2 separate regions of the Mus musculus genome follow, and region 1 is linked to region 2. The links are chromatin contacts, called in public Hi-C maps. All regions are on one chromosome and are shown on one strand. Each heading gives the region's core, a stretch centred on a gene start, on an enhancer-like site or on the middle of the called end of the contact. The rest is flanking DNA. Distances are from core to core; before and after follow the strand shown.

Region 1 (3,561 bases), core at 347-2,846, 100 kb after region 2:
AGACTAGCCAGCGCTCTCAACCAAGCCATCTCCTCAGCTTCTGCAGCTTTCTTTGAGATAGTAATTTTATTTCCTTTGGATAGATGCCCAGAAGTGGGCCCAAATCCGTCTTGAATGGCTCTCCACCTCCACTACAATGTTCTGCATGTTACAGTTTTATTTTCCTAATAGCACTCTTTCCGTCTACAGTGATCTCGGGAGTCAATTTCATAGCATCCTTCCTCTAATAGAAAATAAACACCACGAGAGCAGGACTTGGTGTTTGACAAAATAGCAGGTATTCAATCATAAGCTACCGATAAAAAAGTCAATGAGAGGAACACACTCAGGAGACACCACAAAATGTTTACATCTTCAGAACAAGAGTAAAATATATGTTAATTAAAATAGTGGTATTGTGTATGTGCAAATCAGAGATTTGTTGCTTTTTTTCCTTCATTTTATGGGTATGGTGATTTGTTTGCATGCATATCTGTGTACCATGTGCTCACAGAGGCCAAAAGAATGCATCAGATGCTCTGGGACTGGAGTTACAGATGGTTGTGAGCCACCTTGTACACACTGGGAATTGACCCCAGGTCCTCTGCAAGAGCAGCTAGTGCTCTTAATTCTGCCTCAAGCAGACTTGGAGGTTTTTGTTGCTGTTGTTGTTTGTTGGATTTTTTTGTTTTATTTTGGTTTGGTTTTAGTGGATCTGGGTGATAAGTAGCATGGATGGTACTAGGAGTGTTTCTTTCTTTTGTTGGTGGGGTGCTATGATTTGGGTGTCTTTGGGTTTTGTTGTTTTTATGAGATGGAATCTAGTGTGCTATGTTGCCCGGGGTGGCCTTGAACTCCCTAACATTCGTCTGCTCCCCAATTCCTGGTATCACAGGACTGCACCATCAAGCTGGAGAGAGCATTTCAAAATTCTAAGAAACCCGGAAACTCTTGCCCTAGAGGCCACAGTCTTGGCAAAAGCTAGTAGAGTGCTCCATCTTCCATGTATGTGCTTAGCTCAGACTAAATTAAGACTTAATGTGCACCGTTTTTTCTTGTCATAGTGTAGTTCCATACTCAGGTGAACAATAACACAGTAGAAGAGAGCAGAGCACAGAGGACCTCCGCCATGGTCCTTGTGTCCTCGGGGTCTGGTTCCATTAAAACCACAAAAGAAACAGGAGGCTTTCTCCATCTGAGGATGGCTGAGCTCCCCGGTTCTGTTTTTCCAGTAAGCACGCAGCCCCATCCTAAGGGAGGGAGGGATCGAGGGAGGGAGGGAGGGAGGGAGGGAAGGAGGGAGGGACAGGAATACAAATCCATCCTCCTTCAGAGCTCTGTGGAATCGAAAGAAGCTCAAGGGACGATGCTCGCCCACGCGTGGACTTGTCTTCAGCGTGTGGTGTCTCCTGCCTAAACGCACACTGACCTCTGCCTCTTCAAAGGCAAAACTTGATCCATTAATGTTCTCCTGTGTTGGTTTCATAAAACATTTGGATGGGCCCTTCTTCACAAATGAATAAAAATGAGTAAAGTCCTCAGAATAAAAGGAACGCCAGGACTGGCTTCCAGAAGCACGAGGCAACCCAGAGCGCCCATCTGCAGCCAAACCCTGCAACAGACCCAGACACAGCTTAGAGGCTGGCAACAAGTCTGCCTGCGGGTTCTGCCAAGGAGCCAGATGCTGTTGCTTCCAAAGCTTGGCATCGGGGCCCCTGATTGCCATCCAACAAAGAGGAAAAATAGGAGTGATATAATGTGGTGGGCTAAAACACATCCCACCTCAACCTTTTTTATTACTCACTGAAAAAAAATATGGAAGATATTTATGGGAAAGTACCAATGTTTTTGGAAATATTGAACATACATTAGCTACAACACCATTTTTGCCAAATGGGAAATATATTTAAATTATGCAGGCTGCGTCTGTCTAAAAATAAATTGTCATCTTTTCTGATCAATGTATATGTCCAGGATATGGAAATGACTCTGCTAATTGAGGATGCTGTCAACCAGTGCACTTGTAAGTTACCAAGAAGTTGTGAAGATGTCTGTCTGTGGATGAGCATAAAATAGCAATTAATGTTGTTGTAATATAGAGCAAGTTTGAGAAGGACCCATCCAACGAAGGTGGAGTGTTGAGTTTCATGGTTATATAAAGAATTAGGAGCTATGTTGGGTTGGATGAGATAAGATGTTTACGAAAAAGTATAATGTGGAATGTGGTGGAGGATGGTGTTTGCCAAGGCTCCGGGGTAGTATTAATAACCCACTCTATATGACAAAGTGCTGCTAGGCACCGAAAGTTCACTGTCGCTCACCGTCTGGGGCTGAGATGAGCAAGGGCATGTCACTTTGGACATCACTGGGGATGGTTCTATTGTCTCCAGAGTGGCTCAGAAGTCTACACCCAAAAATTGGAAAAAAAAAAAAATAAGATGCAGGATAGTGCTGTCCTTGCCCAGTGAGATGCTGGGAGTCACGTAGACCACTCTGCTCTCCCGTTCCCCTGGATTCACGTTCACCTCAACTCCTGCCCTCAAAGTCACCACAGGGCACAGCAGTGCCACGGGAGCTGGTTCCAGGACGCTTGAGCTCAACTACATACTGCCTCGGCACACCAGCACAGGCAAATCTGTCATCTCAGCTCACTGACAGGCATTTGAAACTAGAGGACAATCTGTGAGCGAAACAAGGAGACAGAGAGGACACCAGGTTAAGCCAGGGTTGGGTGGGAACCAGTAAAGCTTTGCTCAAGGTGGGACCCCAGAAGAGAAAAGGCCCTGCACTGCTCCATCAAGCTAGGACACTGAATTTCTATCTAAACAAAACATGAATCTAGGGGAAAAAAACACTTTTTTTTTAATTTTAAAAATTTAAACATATGTATGTAACATGCAATTGCAGCCTTTTGGAAGTTACCAGCTAAATGTGAGTCATTGCAACTCAAATGTTAATTTTTACTGGCTGTGCTGTCACACGCCTGAAATCCTAGCAGTTTCAAGACTGAGGTAGGGTGAGGTGGTTGAGGCCAGCCTAGGGTACATAGCAAATTCTAGACCAACCTCGGTTGCATAGTAAGTCTCTGTTTCAAAGGAGAAAAAAGAAAATAAATGGTCAAATTAATTTTAAATCCAAGATCCTTGGATTGTTTATATAAAGAAATAATAATAGTTCTCATTAAATACAAAGATTATTCCAAAGAGAAGTGATACGCTGTCATTTTTTTTTAATAATTAAAGTTATTTACTTTCTATAGAAACCACCCTTTACAGAAAGGAACAGGCTTCAAAGAAATGGGGTATTTTCCCATAGAACCTCCTCATGTCCTCTTGTTCCCATCCATTGCAGGGAGCATGGTCACACTGGGGGGCAGACTGCAAAGATCTAGTTTGATGGCTGGCCCTGCTTTGGGAACAGATAGATCTCTCCAGAGGCCAGCACTGGCCTACAGAAAGCCTGCAGGCCCTCTGTGTCTGACGGAGAGCTATTGAGCAGACTCCTGAGTGTCAGGTCTCAAGAGAGGACACGGGCAGGGCCTCCTCTCCTTCAGTGCTTCTGAAGGTAGCTGGATGCAGGCTA
Region 2 (3,382 bases), core at 208-2,707:
TCTTGCTTGGCCTCACCCCTTTCCGGCTGGTACTTCCCCTGGGCTCAGCTGTGCCTGTCAGCTTTTACTTCTCTTTGCCACTCCACCTGCGGCTTCTGTCCCCAGGGATCTGTCCTTAGAGGGACCCTCTCCACTGACCTGGAACATTCAGTCGACGTCTTTTCCTGGTGCCTGAGGACCAGCATAGCTGCTGTAAAGGCAATGAGCTATGAGGTGGGTGGGCCGAGGGCCTGAACCTCGAGTGCTTGCTTAGCTGATCTCTGTGGTGGTAGCTCTCTCTCTCTCTTACATCACTTACCCAGCAAACGTTCTGAGAAAGCTGGCATCGCCTGGCTCGAGAAAACCCAAGCTGAACTGTCCTTTCCTCTTGGTGTGTCTTGCTCACTCTGCTTTGCAGCCCACTCCCCCTTGGCAACAGATCCCTCCTCCCCCTACACTGGGTTCATGCCCCTACTGTACAGTTCTTAACGGCCTGACTTTCCCCCAGAGCCTCACAAATACCCTAACCCATAGTATGAGTGGTGACTGATGCTGAATCTAGAAGAAGCCTGGTACCAGTTTCTTTTGCCTCGATTTGATGACCCAGAAATTCAGATTTGAATGACTAAAGAGGGTCACCTTTGAAAGCCACAAATCGGGGTTTCAACTTAGTCAAATTTCAGGCTCAGATAAGGGATGAGAAGTGACTGATCTACAGTCACACAACTGGGTTGTAGTATGGATTTGAGATTTGGTTTTGGTTTTTGTTGTTGTTTTGTTTTGTTTCCTAATGTGCTTCCTGCCTCTTGGTGCTACTCAGAGTGGTAAACGAGATGGCTATGCCCCACATCGTCCATGGATCAGGGATCCACTGAGGCCACTGAGACCATCCTGTGTTTGATGGAGAAAACTACCATCAATTATTCTGACTATGCATATGCTCTGGAGTACCCAAAGCTTGTCCGTGCCTTCTAACAGAAGCTAGGCTCCCATCTAGACAAATCCTGGCCAGCAAACTCAGCCTTACTGCATCTCCTTTTTGTGTTTAGGACTCAGTTTACATTTAATTGATGTTCAACACATTGTGAGCTGGGGTGTGTGTGTGTGGGGGGGGGGTTGCTTGCTTTCTATGGCAATGTAGATTTGAGGTTCATGGGGCAGGTTCCAATCTGAGAAAGAGTCAGCCTCTTCCATGCTGGAGTCTTTCTGGTATGTGTATCACGCTCTGTGTATTTCCCACTGACTTGGTTGTTCTCGGAAGCACAAACTTAACAGAGGTCTCAGGGAGGTGGGTTTAGGAAGGTCTGGTGGTGGGGCTCAGACATCATCCATGTAGTCCCCCAATCTCCGGGAGGCCGCTCACAGGCCTAGCTTCTGAAGCAGAACCCTTCCATCCCTCCATCCCCCTTTCTTGGAATTGAGGGGGAGGTGAGAAGGGGCTTGGCTCCATGCCTGGCACACAGCGATCCTCCAGGAAGGTGCCAGCTATTACTACAGCTACTGTTGGTATTACTGTCACAGCTTCCACACCTTCCACACCACCCACAGGCTGCTTCCTGCCAGCATCCCGACCTGGAGGGAAGGGAGAGAGGTGGAAGATAGGAACCATAGAGTGTGGAGGTCAGTGCTTTCCCAGGCTTGGCCTGGAGAGACATTCTGCTGCCCTTGCCAGCCTCCCGTGCTCCCTCTGTATGGTCATTCCTAAATGCCATGGCGTTCACTGCCTGTAACACACGTGTCTGTTCTCGTTCCCATTGAGACCACTGCGACCTATTGTGAATTGGGCATTTGATAGTGACGCTCACATTCTCACATCAACCGCAGGAAGCTGGTGTCTCCCACAAACTGTGATACAGAAGAATCAAGAGTCCAAGGGTGAAGTAGTGTGCCCAAGGTCAAAACCAGTTGATGGGCTGAGCCCCGCCTATCTCCAAAGCTGGCACTGCAGCTGCCTGCTTAGAAACCCCTGCTGGCTGTCACCAGCCACAGTTACCAACACTTGGTCATCGTTAGGGGTGGCAGGTGATTTTCCCTTTACAATTCTTAGATTCTGGGCTTTCCAATTACTCTCCGAAGGAGCCTGCTACATTTGTGTAAGTGAAATAGCATTGGTGGTCACTAACGGTGCACTGGCTATATGTCATCTCATCTATACCTTGTGCAACCTTTGTTTTTCTTCCTCTCTGTTTTTCCTTCCCACTCCCCTTCCCCTCTCTTTCTCTCTCATTTCCCTCCATTTATTTTGTCTGTCTGTCTATCTATCTATCTATCTATCTATCTATCTATCTATCTATCTACCTGAGACGGGATGTTGCTATGTAGCCCTGGTTGGCCTAGAACTTGTGGCTTTCTCCTGCTTCTGATTTTATAATCCAGCCCCATTTCCTGTCCTCTTTCTGCTTCCCGACTGCCTAGGAAAGACAGCCAGGCAGCTTTCTGCTCCTGCTGCCATCCTTTGTCCACCATATTGGAATGTATTCCCTTGAACTGTGAGCCTGAATATGGCCATCTTTCCTCAGGACAGTTTATCATAGCACCAGGAAGAGACAGGGAGGGCTCATGTACAGAAAAGCAGCCCATGTCTATACTGGATTCCATGAAATCTTTATGAGTGAGACTTAGTAGGAAGAAGTTAGGACGGTGTGGATGTGACCTTGAAGGGGATCATGGGACCCTAGCTCCTTTCCTGGTTCTCAAACTGTTTCACAGTTACTTGCTGTACCCAGCATTCCCTTTTTGGTGTGCTGCCCCACCACAGACCCTGGGGACAATTGGACCATAGAGTGGAGATTCCAAAACTGTGAGCTACAACAAACAAACACAAACAAACAACAACAAACCCCCTTCTCTCACAGAAGCTGCTTACCCCAGGGTTCTTGTTGCAGGGACAGAAGTTGGAAAGGGACTCCCCCTTTCTGTGTGTGTCTTCCTTTCTGCATTTCATGGCCTGCACAGCCCTGACCTCTTTCTTGTGCGTGACTTTGTTCCACTTTCAAGTGCAGAGGTGTGTCCTGATCATGTGGGGTCTGGAGGTTACTAGCCTGGAGTCTTGTAAACACTGAGCATTCCCTGGTTTGCTGAAGGAACGGGTGGGTGGATGAGTCATTTTGTAAAGAAGGAAGTCCATCCTTGGGAGACGGCTTGGGACTCCACCTAACTGAGTTTTCCAGTGGGGGCTGTTCATTCTTAGTCCTTCACTGGTGGCAGCCAACAGAAAGGCAGGAAGGATGCACATCTGGCTGGGGAAGCAGAGATCAGCTGGGGCGGTGGGAAACCTTAAGACAAGTGACCAGAGGATTTCTGCCTGAGCTAGCTATGATGAGTCACCAGGCACCCAAACTAGAAGAGCTGTCCACGGCAATCCAGGAGGATATATATGTCTGACGACGGTGGCAGGTAACAG

Evidence for each region. Hi-C and Micro-C count contacts between places; a contact is called where the count stands out from the background.
Region 1: a contact with region 2 is called in a Hi-C map of cerebral cortex, with 6 times the contacts expected there. The contact joins two enhancer-like sites. A contact is called at or near these places in 15 of 484 Hi-C or Micro-C datasets (Sertoli cells, bone marrow-derived dendritic cells, brain and 9 more), 4 of 115 datasets of contacts at active chromatin or transcription factors (embryonic forebrain, forebrain, kidney and 1 more) and 1 of 9 other capture datasets (embryonic stem cells).

Annotation. Positions count from the first base shown.
Region 1 is chr1:177,571,920-177,575,480 of GRCm38.p6, forward strand. The region is part of intron 2 of Gm30013 (a long non-coding RNA gene); the gene reads left to right. Among named protein-coding and RNA genes, the nearest start is that of Gm51282, 5.8 kb to the right of the region's middle. Within about 2 kb of position 1,597, at least 26 of the 459 cell types and tissues checked have an H3K27ac peak or open chromatin away from gene starts, as enhancers often do. A contact at or near this core is called in cerebellar granule neurons and cerebral cortex, where this site is marked.
Region 2 is chr1:177,467,229-177,470,610 of GRCm38.p6, forward strand. No RefSeq gene overlaps it. Among named protein-coding and RNA genes, the nearest start is that of Gm29856, 13 kb to the left of the region's middle. Within about 2 kb of position 1,458, at least 72 of the 459 cell types and tissues checked have an H3K27ac peak or open chromatin away from gene starts, as enhancers often do. A contact at or near this core is called in cerebellar granule neurons and cerebral cortex, where this site is marked.